Regions from separate parts of the Mus musculus genome. Here region 2 is linked to region 1. A link is a contact called in public Micro-C data. All regions are on one chromosome and are shown on one strand. The core of a region is the stretch at or near the end of the contact, and the rest is flanking DNA. Distances in the headings are between cores, read along the strand shown. Region 1 has its middle 11 kb from the start of 4930509K18Rik. Region 2 has its middle 14 kb from the start of 4933428C19Rik.

What was found. Hi-C and Micro-C count contacts between places; a contact is called where the count stands out from the background.
Region 2: a contact with region 1 is called in a Micro-C map of the G1E-ER4 cell line. The contact joins two enhancer-like sites. A contact is called at or near these places in 7 of 484 Hi-C or Micro-C datasets (the G1E-ER4 cell line, the HL-1 cell line, the HPC-7 cell line and 2 more).

What each region holds. Positions count from the first base shown.
Region 1 is chr4:40,298,379-40,305,777 of GRCm38.p6, reverse strand. No RefSeq gene overlaps it. Among named protein-coding and RNA genes, the nearest start is that of 4930509K18Rik, 11 kb to the left of the region's middle. Within about 2 kb of position 4,192, at least 26 of the 459 cell types and tissues checked have an H3K27ac peak or open chromatin away from gene starts, as enhancers often do. A contact at or near this core is called in the G1E-ER4 cell line, where this site is marked.
Region 2 is chr4:40,536,627-40,543,449 of GRCm38.p6, reverse strand. No RefSeq gene overlaps it. Among named protein-coding and RNA genes, the nearest start is that of 4933428C19Rik, 14 kb to the right of the region's middle. Within about 2 kb of position 5,384, at least 4 of the 459 cell types and tissues checked have an H3K27ac peak or open chromatin away from gene starts, as enhancers often do. A contact at or near this core is called in the G1E-ER4 cell line, where this site is marked.

The DNA of each region.
Region 1 (7,399 bases), core at 2,943-5,442:
CCCTGGCTGGAGCACAGTCAAGGGGAGATTTTTGAAGGTGAGAAGGGTAGTTTGCCTTTTCTTCTGCTTGTGTGATGTAACTTCCCTTCCTGACCTTCCAAGACACACAGACTCTTCTGGGAACTTGATGTTACTCACTGGGCTGCGCTGGGCCTGAATCTGGCAGGGCAATGAGGACTACAGCTTCCTACAGAAGCAGTGAGGTGGAGATAACCTGCAGATGCAGCAGAGTCAGAGTACACAGAGGGGACCACTCCTGGCTCTGTGGATTTCCATGGCTTTGCCCCCTGCCAAACTGCGTATTCAGACAGTCTTTACAGGGTAGGTGTCTATGAATTTCTCACCGTGTAGAATTCCCAACAGTTCTCTGCATGGTACCCAAGAGTGGGAACGAGGAGGTGGAGAATCCCGAGTTCCCAAAGTCTTCCCTGCTGGGCCGCCCCGTCCTCTGTCAAGACAAATGTGATTTATGTCCATTCTGGTCACTGTTTCAAGGTCTCTGACCAAAGATGCTAGCAAAGATGCTTTGAGTCCCCTCCCTACAGCACCTTGGTCAGTCTTCCCGAGAGATGCTGTTCTATTTGCCTACACGTTCTACTATATGGCTGTCAGTTCTCCTGGGAACTTTGCTTTTTTTTTTTTTTGCCTGTCTCTGGAATCTTCATTATACTACCTTTCTCCCTTAGGCACCGGCCCCCTGGTTTGCCAGGAAGTACATAGTATTTTACAGGCTCACAGGACACTTCCTGCTGGTCCCTGTTTCAGTTCATGGTTCCATCATCTTCCTGGTAACACAATCTGTGATTCAACACTGTTGCTTGGCACACCGGAATGTATTATCCAAGAAAACTAGAGGCAAATCGCAGCTCTTTGGACCACAGAGGGAATCTCTGACAGCCTTTCGGGGGCACCTTGTTTGTGAGACTTGATGATTTTGCCAAGATTCTCTCAACTACATAACTAATGATACTTATTGTTGGATGTGTGTCTCTTACAAGCTGGCCCTCTGTGAGCCCGAATTCCTCTCTTAACATGGCTCTGCTCTGCACACTCAGGCCATCTTGCCACATCTTACCGCACTTAGATCCCCGTTACTGTGTTGAAACAGGCTATATGTCTGTCCCAGGCTCATGATTGATTCATTTTGCCTCCAAGTTCTTATCTTTCTAGGCTGACCTCTGACTGTTGCTATCAATGATACAGTGCACGGACTGCTTGTAGAAACATCGACTTTCTAGTGAGCAAACCATCTAGTGTCTCCGTGTTGGCTTGTGCACAGCACTAACATACTGTGCATCCCTGTCCTCGCTGAGTGGTTCATGATTCCCAGAATAATGCCTGGTAGTTCAGGCTGTTTCCCCATGAGCACCCAAGACATCCCACTCACCGGATAGTAAGGACAGTTGACTAGGCTGGGCTTACTTAGGGCTCAAATGATATATACAAACTATGCTCTTAGCGCCTCCCCACTGACACTTAGATCAGAAGTTCTCCACTACAGGTTGTGACCCCTTTAGGCGACAACCAATCCTTTCATAGGATATCAGGTATCCTGCATATCAGATATTTACGTTATGGTTCATAACAGTAGCAAAATTACAATTATGATGTAGCAACAAGGCAATGGAGGACAACTGCTAACTGGCGTGTTCAGCCTACTTTCTTACACAAGTCAGCACCTCCCACAGTTAGCTGAGCCCTCCCACATCAATCAAACAAACAGAAAGAGTTCCCAGATGGAGTTAGTTGCCTACAAGGAATCTAATAAAGGGATTTCCTCAACCGAGATTCCTCTTTTCACATAACTCTAGCTTGCATCAAGTTAACAAAACAGTAACATACCGGCCAGGACCCCACCTCTCTAGCTTGGTGAAGCAGTGAGTTTAGTTGGATTGCTTACAGGAACCTGTCTGACTGGGGCAGTTACATCACCAGGAAGCTCAACCTCGGCATAGGGTCTGCTCGAGAAGGTTGCATTACTCCGGGTCATGCCCAATTTGCAGGCAGCTCCTCCAATGATGCTCCTCTGCTTCAGCAACAGCTTCTGCCCCTGGGACCCCCAGCCTCCTGATTTGTAACTTCCTCCTGAGGTCCTTTAACTTTCATGTGAGTTCCACAGGTCTCCGTCCTTAGGTCCAGGAGGGGATGTTTCCATCAGGAGGAACTAGCCACACAATAGGAACTAGCCACACGATAGGAACTAGCCACACAATAGGAACTAGCCACACAATAGGCATCATTACCACCTCTTACATGTTTACACCAGGGCTATTGACAACGCTTTCTTGACACAACAATAATAATATAATATTTATGATATTGTTAATAATATTTGGATTAATTTGTTTCAACGGAAGCAAAACAACAATCTGTATACTTCCAGAATTTCCGGAACAATAGTAGACTCTTAGATCTGGATGAGACTTGAAGGTCAGTCATTCATTCCTCATTGAACAATTCATGAACAATGAATTGAACGAATAACATCCATTGTTGTTTTATATTTGACTCTACCAGTATTTTTAGCTCACAGATTTGTGTCTTTAGGTTTTGAATATTTTATCAATAATTCCATCATCTATCACTTTGCTTTATGGCTATTGATTGGTTTCTTAGGTACAGGTGCCATTTTCTTCCTCTTTCACATGCCTGGCACAGGCTTGGTACTGATGTCTTGGAATTTCTCTGGTTACAGAAGTTTCCCCTCCTATTCACTCAGGTCATTTTTCAGTTGATAACTTGAGCTCCATGTAACCTTTCCTGTCTGAGAGGGACTCAAGCTGTCATCATCTCCTCAAACCTCAGTCACAGTCTCTTAAACTCGATGACTCGGTTTTGCTTGGCTCAGAAGTCTAGAAACTCCCTCCAGTGCCAAATCAAGGTAGCTGGGGCCCCATTTCCTGTCTCTCATTTCTATCCTGTATCATGAACCCACGTTGCCTAGTATCTGGTGTCTTTAAGCCATTGTTCCATGTATTTTGCTCTGTTTCTAGTTCTTTAAAAAGGAAAGCTAAATCTAGTCCTTCCTCATGGCCGGTGGTGGGATAACTTACCCATCAGCGGAGCCAACCCTAATTTCTTGACTCTGAACCCCTTACTCTAACTCCTGACGCAGGCAAGAACACAAGAAGATTATGCAACTGTTTTTTGGACTTAAGTGTCCCTGGATAGGAAACACGTGGCTCCCATGGTTTTGTAAAAAACAAGAATAGAAGGTGTTCTCTGTAAACTATCCAAGGTCATTTACACGGCTTTGGTACTAACCAGAATGCAGTGTTCCGATTTCTCAGTTAACAGTTGTTGAAATTTTGGAACTGCTAAGTGACGTTGAATGTAGAGTTCCATTTAAGTATATGAAGGATCCTGGGGGGGGGGGGGGGTGGATGGTAGGCGTAGGTGCTCTTGTGTGAACCTCCATCATTGCCCGGAGCAAACCAACGTTACTGTCAATTTCCCTGTGGGATAGTGGGAGCAGAAACGGCAGGAGCTGCATCCCTGGTCTCCCTGGAGCAAGCCAAGGATTGGAGTAAGAACATAAGATGGGCCCATTCTCCAGTTTGTCAATTTTCTGCCTGCGTTACCAGATGAAAGCCCTCGTACATCTGCAGGCAAATGCTTTGTGTATGTGCTGTCCGGAGAACGAGTGCGGACTAGGCTTAGCTAGCCAGCAGAGGATGCGGTCTCTGACATCTGAGTGTTAGGATTGCCTTCAGGCACTACGGTTGCTGGGCTTTGTCTTTGGGTTCTAAAGACACAAACTCTGGCAAATGAGTCATCACTGAGCCATCTCCCCAGTTCAAATCCCCCTGTTCCTGATATGAGCCAACACCTGGGACCCAGGACACCTATATGAATGGCTGCATAGACGGAGGGACGACTCGTCCCTGTTCTGTCTCATCAGCAGCTGTGGGTTTTCCTTATGATAGCAAATGAGGCAACACTTATTAAATTCTGGGTTTGATGCTTTTATAATAATTACATTTTAGTTACAGGGAGAATTAATTGGGCGATTTGGACTTATTTGGAGTTGACAGAATCCATATAACTTAGCAGATTACCTTAGGAATTTCAAAATATGTTATCTCAAAATAGAGCTTAGAAAAAAACGGAGTAGAATCTGTGTTGGCTTTAAAATCCACTTTGAGCAAGGGAAATTTCCAGCTTGGGCTGCCTTCTGAGTCCCTGCTGCTGACTCTGCACTTTGGGCGACAGGCTGTCATTTCGGGACAGGTTTTTTTTTTCATTTTAAATGGTTTGTTTAATGATTTCTTCTTTTAAGAAAACTTTAGGCTGAATTATTTTACTAAAACATTTTCCATGTCATGCTAAAATATTACATTTACCACATCAATGGTGTTTTAGGAAAACCAGCTACAATTGGTAACGAAGCGCCCTAAATTCTCAAAAAGGCAGGAAGTGGGGTTGCCTTTCGTCAGAAAGCTTTACCGCTCCCTGGAATTTGGGACGCTTTTAAACAGCGCCACCTAGTGGAGTTCTCTAACTATAACCGCACCGCAGCGCCCTATCCGTGATTCTTTGAATACCAAGTTTAGCTGGGTGTGACAGCACGTGTAATCCCAGGCCTCCCGAGGCTGAGGCAGGAGGAGAGACTGCACAGCCAGACTCTGTGTTTCAAAACAAATAAATAAAAGGATTGGGGGTTTTGGGGATGTAGCTTAGGGGAACAGCAAGTGTTTAGCCCGTCCAAGGTCTTGGTTTAGATTCCTCGGGGGATGGTAGCAAATTAATTGTTCCAGATGTCATTCAGCCTACTGATAAATGCATCCCAGTTTCAATTCCTGCACTGATTAATTTGAACGCAGATATATACTCAACCAGCTTCTCAAAAGTTCAGTTATTTACTGATTTCATGTCCCATGGATAACTGTTTTTTTTTTCCCGCTGACGTCTTTCACACTGCCCCTCGCCCCCCCCCGCCCCCCCGCCGTGAAGTCTTCCCGGAGAATTAAGACATTATGTATAAGGTAAGGTTCAGTTTTCACAGAATGGGAAGTGACGCAAGGTACATATGCTTGTTAGAGAGGCAACTGAGCTCACACAACACCACACATTATTAGCATCACAGGGAGTGTCAAAATGTGTATACGGGGTCAGGGGACGGGGGCGGGGATGGGGTGGGGTGGGGGAACAGCCAGTGGATGTAGAGAATTTCTTCTCCAAATTCATTTTATATTCCCACTGGGAAAAAGCTAAATTCCATTTGCCAGATTCTCCTGCAGCTTATGCAGGGATCTGGGGTTGAATTTGGATAACGTGGAACCTGGCTTCTAAAATATCCTCCATATTTTCCTCACCTTCCCCAAATCCCTGTCTGATAACTGTCATTATCCAGTCAGACAGACCTTAGGAGCTTTAACTGTCCACACACAGCCTACTACCCTCCTATTCTAGCCCTATGACCTTCAAGGGACTGTGATGTGGACACAGAACCCACTTTCTTGCCATAAGCTAGAGGTTTGGCGTTTACTTGTTAACTGCACTGATGAATGAATATGGAAGAGAGGAAAATGGAAGCTAAAGGAGAGGCGTATCTGAGAGAACAGACCTTTCCTTCAGAAAGATGCCTGGGTTTTCTGACGCATTTGTGCAGGTCTCAGAGTAAGCACGCAGTTGATAAACATCAAAAACATCAGCAACACAGCTGAAAAGCATAACCACAAAACGCACTCTGGCAGTGTGAGTTTGGGAGCCGGATAATCAGGCTGTGATGGAGATGATGAATCTTGTGTAGAAACGCTTCCTGCAGCTTTAGTCATGAGGAGTTCCGGTGAGGCGCCTGCGCTGTAGGGTATTTAGGAAGGGGCCTGTCAGCTTTCACAGCGCCGTCGCGCCTTCTTTCAAGACACTGTGACACCTCATGCTGTCAATCCTGCTTCCACACTAATTAAAGTTCTTAATAACCTCCATTCCAAGATGGTCCGGAATATATGATGTGTGTTTATTTCCATTATAGGCAGGGTACACAACATGTGACATTAGTAAAGAGTTCTCAACTGAGCTATTTGTGGGGCCCCACTCAGCACACATTCAACACCCAAGGAAGCCCTTGGATGAACAGAGGAAGAAGAAACTCGTGGGCTACAGAGGCCAGAGTCTGCAGAGGAAGAATTGGCATAAAGTTGTTTTTTGAAGAAAGAAAGGCAAGCAAGCCTGGTCACAGGAGGAGGGGGAATGAGCCATTGGCTTCATGGCGGGAGGGGAGGGAAGAATTGAAAAGTTTAGCCAAGATGGAGGCAGGATAACAAGAGCTCTGAAAACCATCACTGAGAATTGAATTTAAAGCTGAGTTAGAGCTCCAGATCAGTTAAGTAGGCAGACACGCTGGATCTAGCCAAACCCTGAGCTGATAGCTGCTATCTTCAGTTCTGCCCCAAAGCACACTCAAGATGGGAGGAGATATGACCGCACACCCTGCTCCTAAATAGAAACAATCGGAGATTAGGGGAAGTGCCTCTCTGTACCGTGTCCTTGTGTGTCCTTTCTTCTTGTCAGACTGTTGATAAAAGAACCTTATTAGTGTGGTCAGTGTGGTTCTCACCCTTCCTAATGCTGTGACCCTTTAATACAGTTCCTCAGGTTGGGGCAACCCCAACCATAAAATTATTTTTGCTGCTACTTTATAACTGTAATTTTGCTACTGTTATGAATAGTAATGTAAATGTTTTTGGAGACAGAGGTTTGCCAAGAGGTCACGATCCACAGGTTGGGAAGCACTGCTCTAGATCTTTCTCTGTCTTTACTTGCTTTATATTGCCATTTCACTGTGAATCCCTCTCCTGTGTAGCTAACCTCGACTCCTTGTGCAGCCCCAGTATGGGGTATATAGCTCTGGTACTCCTGCTCATCGCAAGTACTTACAAGGCTCCCACTCAAAATCTACATTCTTGAGGGGGGTGGACTGTGAGTCATTTAAGTCGGTATCGGAAGAATAAGGACAATGTCTCCTCCCTGGAAAGTAATAAAATAATGTGTGTGGAGGTGGGGGGGGGGGAGTCGATAAGTAGACCTGCTGGATCTAGGTCTTATCCTACGTACTTGGGACTGAGTCAGGAGGATCACAGGTTCAGGGTTACTCTAGCTATTTTAGAGTGACTTTGGGGCCAGCCTGAAGAGCTTAGTGAAAGATTGTCTCAAAATGAAAAGTAAAAAGAGGGAGGGAGATAAAATCCAGTGATAGAACATTTGCCAGGACTCTAGGCTCTCTCTCTCTCTCTCTCTCTCTCTCTCTCTCTCTCTCTCTGTCTCTTGTCTGTGTGTGTGTATGTGTGTGTCCCAGAAGCAAGTCCCAGATCCAGGCGTGGTGGCACACACCTTTAATCAGGGCCACACTTTCTGCTGGAGACCTACATAAAAACATTGGAAGAAGGAAGACATTGGA
Region 2 (6,823 bases), core at 4,135-6,634, 240 kb before region 1:
CCTAATGTCATCCTGTCCACTATAATGTCACCTGTATCTGATAAGCACATTCGAACGAGAACTCTTCTGTCTGATGCAGCAGTCATGTGTGGAGTTAGTCTGTGCCAGAGACATGGTAGTTGACATTGCTCTGTCTTTCATGGGAAGGGCTGAGTACAGTACACGTGTGGGAAGAGAGAAGAAGAGTCACGGGAGGTGGGGGAGGAGTAAGAGGCAGCTCAGTATTGTGAGTCCATCCAGTTTTACCAGGGCACATTGGCATTGACTAGATGCCCAGACGAGGCCTTTGGAAGGGAGTCTTGTGTGCCAAGTTGAGAAAGTCACTTGGTCAGAAAGGAGCAATGTCAGCTTTTAAATGGTGCAAAGAAGAGAGTCAGGTATGGAGGACTGTCTTCATCACTGCTCTATTGCTGTGAAGAGACTTCGTGATGAAGGCAACTCTTATAAAAGAAAGAATTCAATTGGGGCTTGCCTACAGTTCCAGAAGGTTTCCGGGTTTCCATATCTGTATAGAGACACCACGACCAAGAAAAGACTTAGAAAGGACAACATTTAATTGGGGTAGGCATATAGGTTTTGAGGTTTAGTCCATTATCATCATGGTGGGAAGCATGGCAGTATCCAGGCAGGCATGGTACGGGAGGAGCTGAGAGTTCTATATCCTGTTCTGAAGGCAAACAGGAGAAGACTGGCTTCCAGGCAGCTAGGAGGAAGGTCTCTCAAAGCCCAACCCATCAGTGACACACCTACTCCAACAAGGCCACGTCCCCTAACAGTGCCACTCCCTGTGCCAAGCATATTCAAACCACTCCAGAGGGTTAATTCATGATCATCATGGCAGAAAGCATATAAACATGGAGCAGTAGCTGAGAACTTTATATCCTGACACACAGGCCACAGACAGAGGCTCTGGACCTTTGCATGGGCTTTTGAAACCTTGAAGCCCACCCCAGAGACACACCTCCTTCCACAAGGCCACACCTCTTTTCCTCCAAAGACTTGAGGTTTTCTTTCCCCTGTGAGATGAAAATGTACAAGATGTTTGTCCTCTTTCCCCTACCCCTTTCTCTCTCTGTAGTCTGATTCTATATATAAACAACAATTCATATTAATGAAATCAACAGTAATTCTAAGGTAATCTGTAGTGGAGAAAATTAAAATTTGAGCTCTGATCACAACCTTAGCCTTTCCTGGTTCATTTTTTCCCCCAATATAATATTTGTATTAATTATTTGGAAATTTCACATAATGCATCCCGATCACACTCACTTCCTGTTCCTCCTTCCCATTCCTTCCCCCAACACTTGTGTCCTCCCCCAAAAAGGAAGAAAAAAAACCTCACCAAGTCCAATTTGTGTTGCCCATACACTCACTGTAGCATGATCTAACTCCCAGTGGGCAGACCCTTAAAGATAACTGAGGTCTTCCCCTCCCCTCTGCCAGAAGGCATTGACAGTCAAGAGTTACACTTTAGCATTCCTATAACAATTTTGAGGACTCTCTTTGATGACTTCCTTCCTAGACTGTTTCTTTCCCTCTTTCTTTCTTACTGTGTGTGTGTGTGTGTGTGTGTGTGTGTGTGTGTGTGTGTGTGCATTAGGGGAGATTATCACAGAGGCCTTCTATGCTTTTTATTCTCAACCATGAGTCGACAGTCATTGATACCTCCGAGAAAGTGTCTTCCTTGCCCATAACAGTCAACAGCTGCTTGGTTGCCCATAACAGTCAACAGCTGCTTGGATCATGGACTTCCACATGATTTCCAGGATCAGAAAGGACCATGGACACCAACCTGGCCTCAGGTGGCCCATGTCCATGAACATGAAAGCAGCCTCTGGTGGAGACACCAACATGGCCTCCCGTGGCAGCATGGGCCACAAACATCAACATGACCTCCAATGGCAAGGCCACACCTTTTATTCCTCTCTAAACAGTACATCTACTGGTCAGCGAGCAAGAATTCAAACATTGAGCCTGGAGAGATGGCTCAGTGGTTAAGAGCACTGACTGCTCTTTCACAGGTGCTGAGTTCAATTCCCAGCAAACACATGGTGGCTCACAGCCATCTGTAATGAGATCTGGTGCCCTCTTCTGGTGTGTGTCAGAAGACAGCTACAATGTACTCATATAAAAATAAATAAATCTTTCAAAAAAAAATTCAAACATTGAGCCTATTGAGGGCCTTCTCATTCAAACCACCAGAGGGACAGAACTGAATCTTGTTTTCCTTGTGATTCACTAAAGGTGTGGGGGCCAACTCTCTGATTCTGACTGTTCTTTAACATAAAATGGTATATTTGATAGTCTGTTGTTTTCACCCATCAAGAGGAGGGCCTGGGACTACAGTAACTACTTCAGTTTTTCCAGTCAAAAGCATCCAAAGACACTTCAAGCTAGATGTCACCTTATTGGCTTTTTTATTGCATTATTTCATTTTCTGATCAGTTACTGAGAACCACAGATATGAGGAGTTTTTGCTTTTTTGTAAGACTCTAGTTTCTCTGACACTCACCTAGTGGTTTGGTGGAAAGAGAGAGATTCAGCCCTGTGCTGTGTGCTTCTCTTTCTCCATCATTGTAAGTTTGGGGTACCTCAGTACTCATGAGGACAATACATCAGACCCTTGGTCTGTTAGATCTTTGACTTCATCTTTGCCCATGGTCTCAGCCATTATCTTGTCTCAGTTACTCATTTCTGTTTCACATTGGATACACTCAATAATGTTATCTATCAATTGATACCATTTACAGTGTCAGGTCAATATTTTAGTCTGTGATTTTTTTTTCCAGAAAACCCTCTAGTGTCCCAAGTCCACCACTACATCAGGCTGAGATGTACAATTCACTGACCCAACTGTTCCTCCCGTTCTCTCTCCCATGTTATACTTTCCTCACTTGGCTTAGGTTCTATGGCTTGTCACCAACATAGACTCATTTATCCACACTCTTGTCTTATCTAACTGACCAGCTCTGTATGCTGATGACCATCACCCTCTTCTGGGCTTGAATCCCCTCAGGGACCTGGGTTTTGTCTTTTTGCTCCTAGATGTAGCCCATGTGCTCAGAACATGATTGGCCCATGATGGGCACTAGGAAATGTAAATTGAACGAGTGAATAAATTAATCAGTGAAGTTCCACTAATTTTTGAAGGAATTAACTTACACATTGCAGTGGGGAAGCTAGGCATATGTTTCTGTTCTCATTATTTTTGAGTATTTGTTTTAATTTTTCCTCATTTGTCCCTTCCCTCCTATGGAAAGATGAGCCTCATTCTGAGAAGACTTCCTGTGTTTCCCTCTTGAAGAACAGATTATAGGGCAGCCTGAGATCATGTTTAGGGAATCCTCCCAGAGGCAAGGGAGTAAGGAAGAAAGGGGACACATGATGGGTGCCACCTGAAGCCATCATATTGGCTTTGGACCCCATCTCCAAGTGGAAATGAGTCCATAGGCATTGGGATGTGCACCAGGAACTTGGGAAAGAGGCTCAAATGATGGTAGGAATTAGTGGGGGGGGCATTTTTTTAGTTCTGAGATATAACTATAGATGGGAATAAAACAGAAGAAATATACAGAAAGGAGCTGAGAGGGGCGAGGACAGAATCATGGGGTATGAATCCAGCATTAGTAGAGAGTTCTGGTGTTGTGAAAACTCAATGTCAAAGTGATTCACTTTGACTATGGGATAAACTGAGCATGCTCACATGCAGCATGCCCACCTGCAGATACGGCCATTCTACTGTTACACTTAGAGTTTCAGATGTGCATGTTGGCTTTCGGTGGTTTGTTAGACTTTGAGTAGTAAGATAAAAATGACGATTGTGACAGTCCTAGCTTATTTTCTCTTGCTGGGATAAACACCTTAACCAAAAGCAGCTTGGGAAGGAAGGTGTTTATTTGACTTCCACCTCCGTGTTCTAGAACATCACTGAGGAAAGCCAGAGTAAGAACTCAAGGCAAGAAATTTAGAGGCAGGAACCGAAACAGAGAGACCATGGATGAACGAAGCTTACAGACATGTTCCTCAAGGCTGGCTTGCTCAGTTTGCTTTCTTTGACACCCCAGAGCCACTTTCCCAGTGGGGCACCACCCACAGTGAGCTGGGTCCTCCCACGGCAATAATTGATCAGGAAATTGCCTTAAAGATATGCCTGCAGGTAATCTGATGGAGACATTTTTCTCTGTTGAGGAGCTCTTGTTCCAGATGACCCTCGCTTGCGCAAGTTGACAAAAACCTAGCCATCACCTGAGAAGGGTGAAGAGCAGTTGATGGGAGAGTAGAAAAGACCAGCTGGTGCCATGACATGACCTTTTGATCTTGCTCCAGGCATGCATTAATTGCCCTGTCAATCCTGCATCCCCCAGGCCTCTGACATCCTTAACACTTGGTCCATCTTCTCTTTGTCTTTAAAAAGAGGATCCTGTGAGTCCAAGAAGCAATTATAGTCAACACAGTGACTCAGCCTTTATACGATCTCATCACACTGGATCTTACTATCAGACTTTGTAACGGGAACAGACACCACACATTGGTTTGGTATATCACGTTGTAGGAAGTGACACCCAGTAAACTCTTTGTGTTGGTGAGGAAAGGGTTAAGAATCGAAGCCTGGGATGGGAAGGTTTTCAACCCATTTAGTTCTGCATTTGTATTGAGAATACAAATCAGTGGCGATTGTTGCTTTTAATCGGAGTGGCTGAGTGAGAGCTGCAGGCAGAAGCAGCCATCTTAAAGACCTGCCTTTGAACAAGTAAAGCCTCTTTGATTTGAGATGAATCTCTACAAAATTAGACGGCTGGTTGTGCTGAGCTTGGGTGACATCCCAGTCCTCGATAACTGCACTCATTCAAGTATGGATCTTTGGGAACATTCAGGGCAGACTCAGGGATACACTCCTTATGAGAAATACATGATGGGCTCGCTATTGGATCCCTAGGGAATAGTATCATAATTACAAGTCCAGGAACCCTCTGTGAAGCTTTCCCATGGGCTAGGAGCTTTCAAAGAACCTTAGCTTAGTACACAGAGAGCAAGCGGTCTGTGTGAAGTGCTTTCTCTTTGTGGTGAAGGCTGAGGTGGAGGTACTCAGCAAACACCTGGAGGCACTTGTGTCAGAAAGGACCAAAGATGTAATGGATGCAAATAACATATGATGACCTAACATATGCTAGTTTCTTCACCCCTTGCCCTGGCTAGTCTTTATGTAAGCTTGGCACAGGCTATAATCATCAGAGTGGAGGGATTCACAAAACAAAACAAACACAAAAACAAAAACAAAAATCTCTCCACGAGATCTGCAGGCAAGCCTTAGTGACTCATGTGGGGAGGCCACGACTACCGGGCTTATCAAACTCAATAACATGCAATTTCCTGGCTTCAGCTCTGGCCCTGAGTTCCTTAGATAAGCAGCTTGAACAAGCCAGAAGGAGTAGCCAGTAAGCAGCACCCACTGTCCTCACCCCCTCCCCCAGCCCTACCCCCATGGTCTGAGCATCAGCTCCTGACTCCAGGTTCCTGGCCAGTTTGAGTTCCTACCTTGGCTTTTCTCAGTGGATTTTGATCACTGGTGCTTCAGCACAGCAGTAGACACCGTGACTAAGTCACTTCCCCACCTCCCATCAGCGCCGGGTACCAAACTCAGAGCTGTGTGCTTATTAGGCAAGAATTCTACCACTGAGCTGGATTCTCAACTGCTAGGTTTTACTGTGTGTTATTTTACGTTGGCGTACTGGCTTTGACTGCAAGTGTTGGCATGCTAAACAAGCTACCACTGAGCCCTGAGACCTAATGCAGAAAAAACCACCAACCGACCACTTGCCCTATAGTCATTAATGCCACGCTGAACTAAAAAAACCAGTAATCAAGGCTGATTTGGGACACATGGCGTTTTTTGTTCAACTTGTTTCTCTGCTGTGTCCTTGTTTGGAGAACTCAGTGATGAAGCCAGGAAGTTGTATGTCATTGTTTTAAAAATCTTGTGTTCTGCATGCCTGGGTGCTCACAGGTCAGTTCTCATGTGTGCTAGGCATTTGATAGGTCAGCTCTTTTAAACACCAGTCCCTGTGCACCAAGGGCAGAAGAAGAACTCTTACCTGTGATGCCAAGGGAGAGGGATAGAATGTTAGCATCTTCTTCTGGGTAGCTAGCTTGAAGTTTGAGGAAGTGCCCAGATTGGGGAGGTGGGAGCAGGAGAGAACTTTTACTTTCAGGGCTGCAGAAGGTGCCTCCAGCAGGCAGTGGACTGGATGAGGTTTAGTATAGACATGGCTCTGAGCTTGGGTTCTGGAGTGAGCTAGAACTGGGTCAGGGGTCAGCATTGCTTTTTCCAGCATCACCACCTGTAGACAAGTAGTTTTTAGTATGAACCTTTTTCTTTATCCCATGAAATAGGACTAAAAGCTGTGCCTACTTCACAGAAACATGTTCTTATTACACCAGAGACTGTGATGACCCCGGTAAGTGCCTGGTATAAAGGAAAAATTCAATCAATATCATTAAAAAAAAAAAACAAGTGGCTAGGACTAGGTCTCTTTTAATGATTTGTCAAATCAAGGACACAGTAGGCAAATGACATTTGGCAGAGAAAATGGCTGTCTTACCCCCCGGCTTGGGTGCCGTGGCAAGGTGCACCAGCAATATGTTCCCCAAGTCTCCTGAATCACACTTTTCCATCCTCTGTCCTGGTTCACAATCCTACTGCATGGGCTAGGGTTGCCCAGTATGCGCCAGACATAGAGACTTCCTTCCCATGTGGTGCTTGTAGAAAGTCCAGCTTTCCCAGAACCTCTCAGTCCTGGCTGTACACCATCAGCCCTCCTGGGCC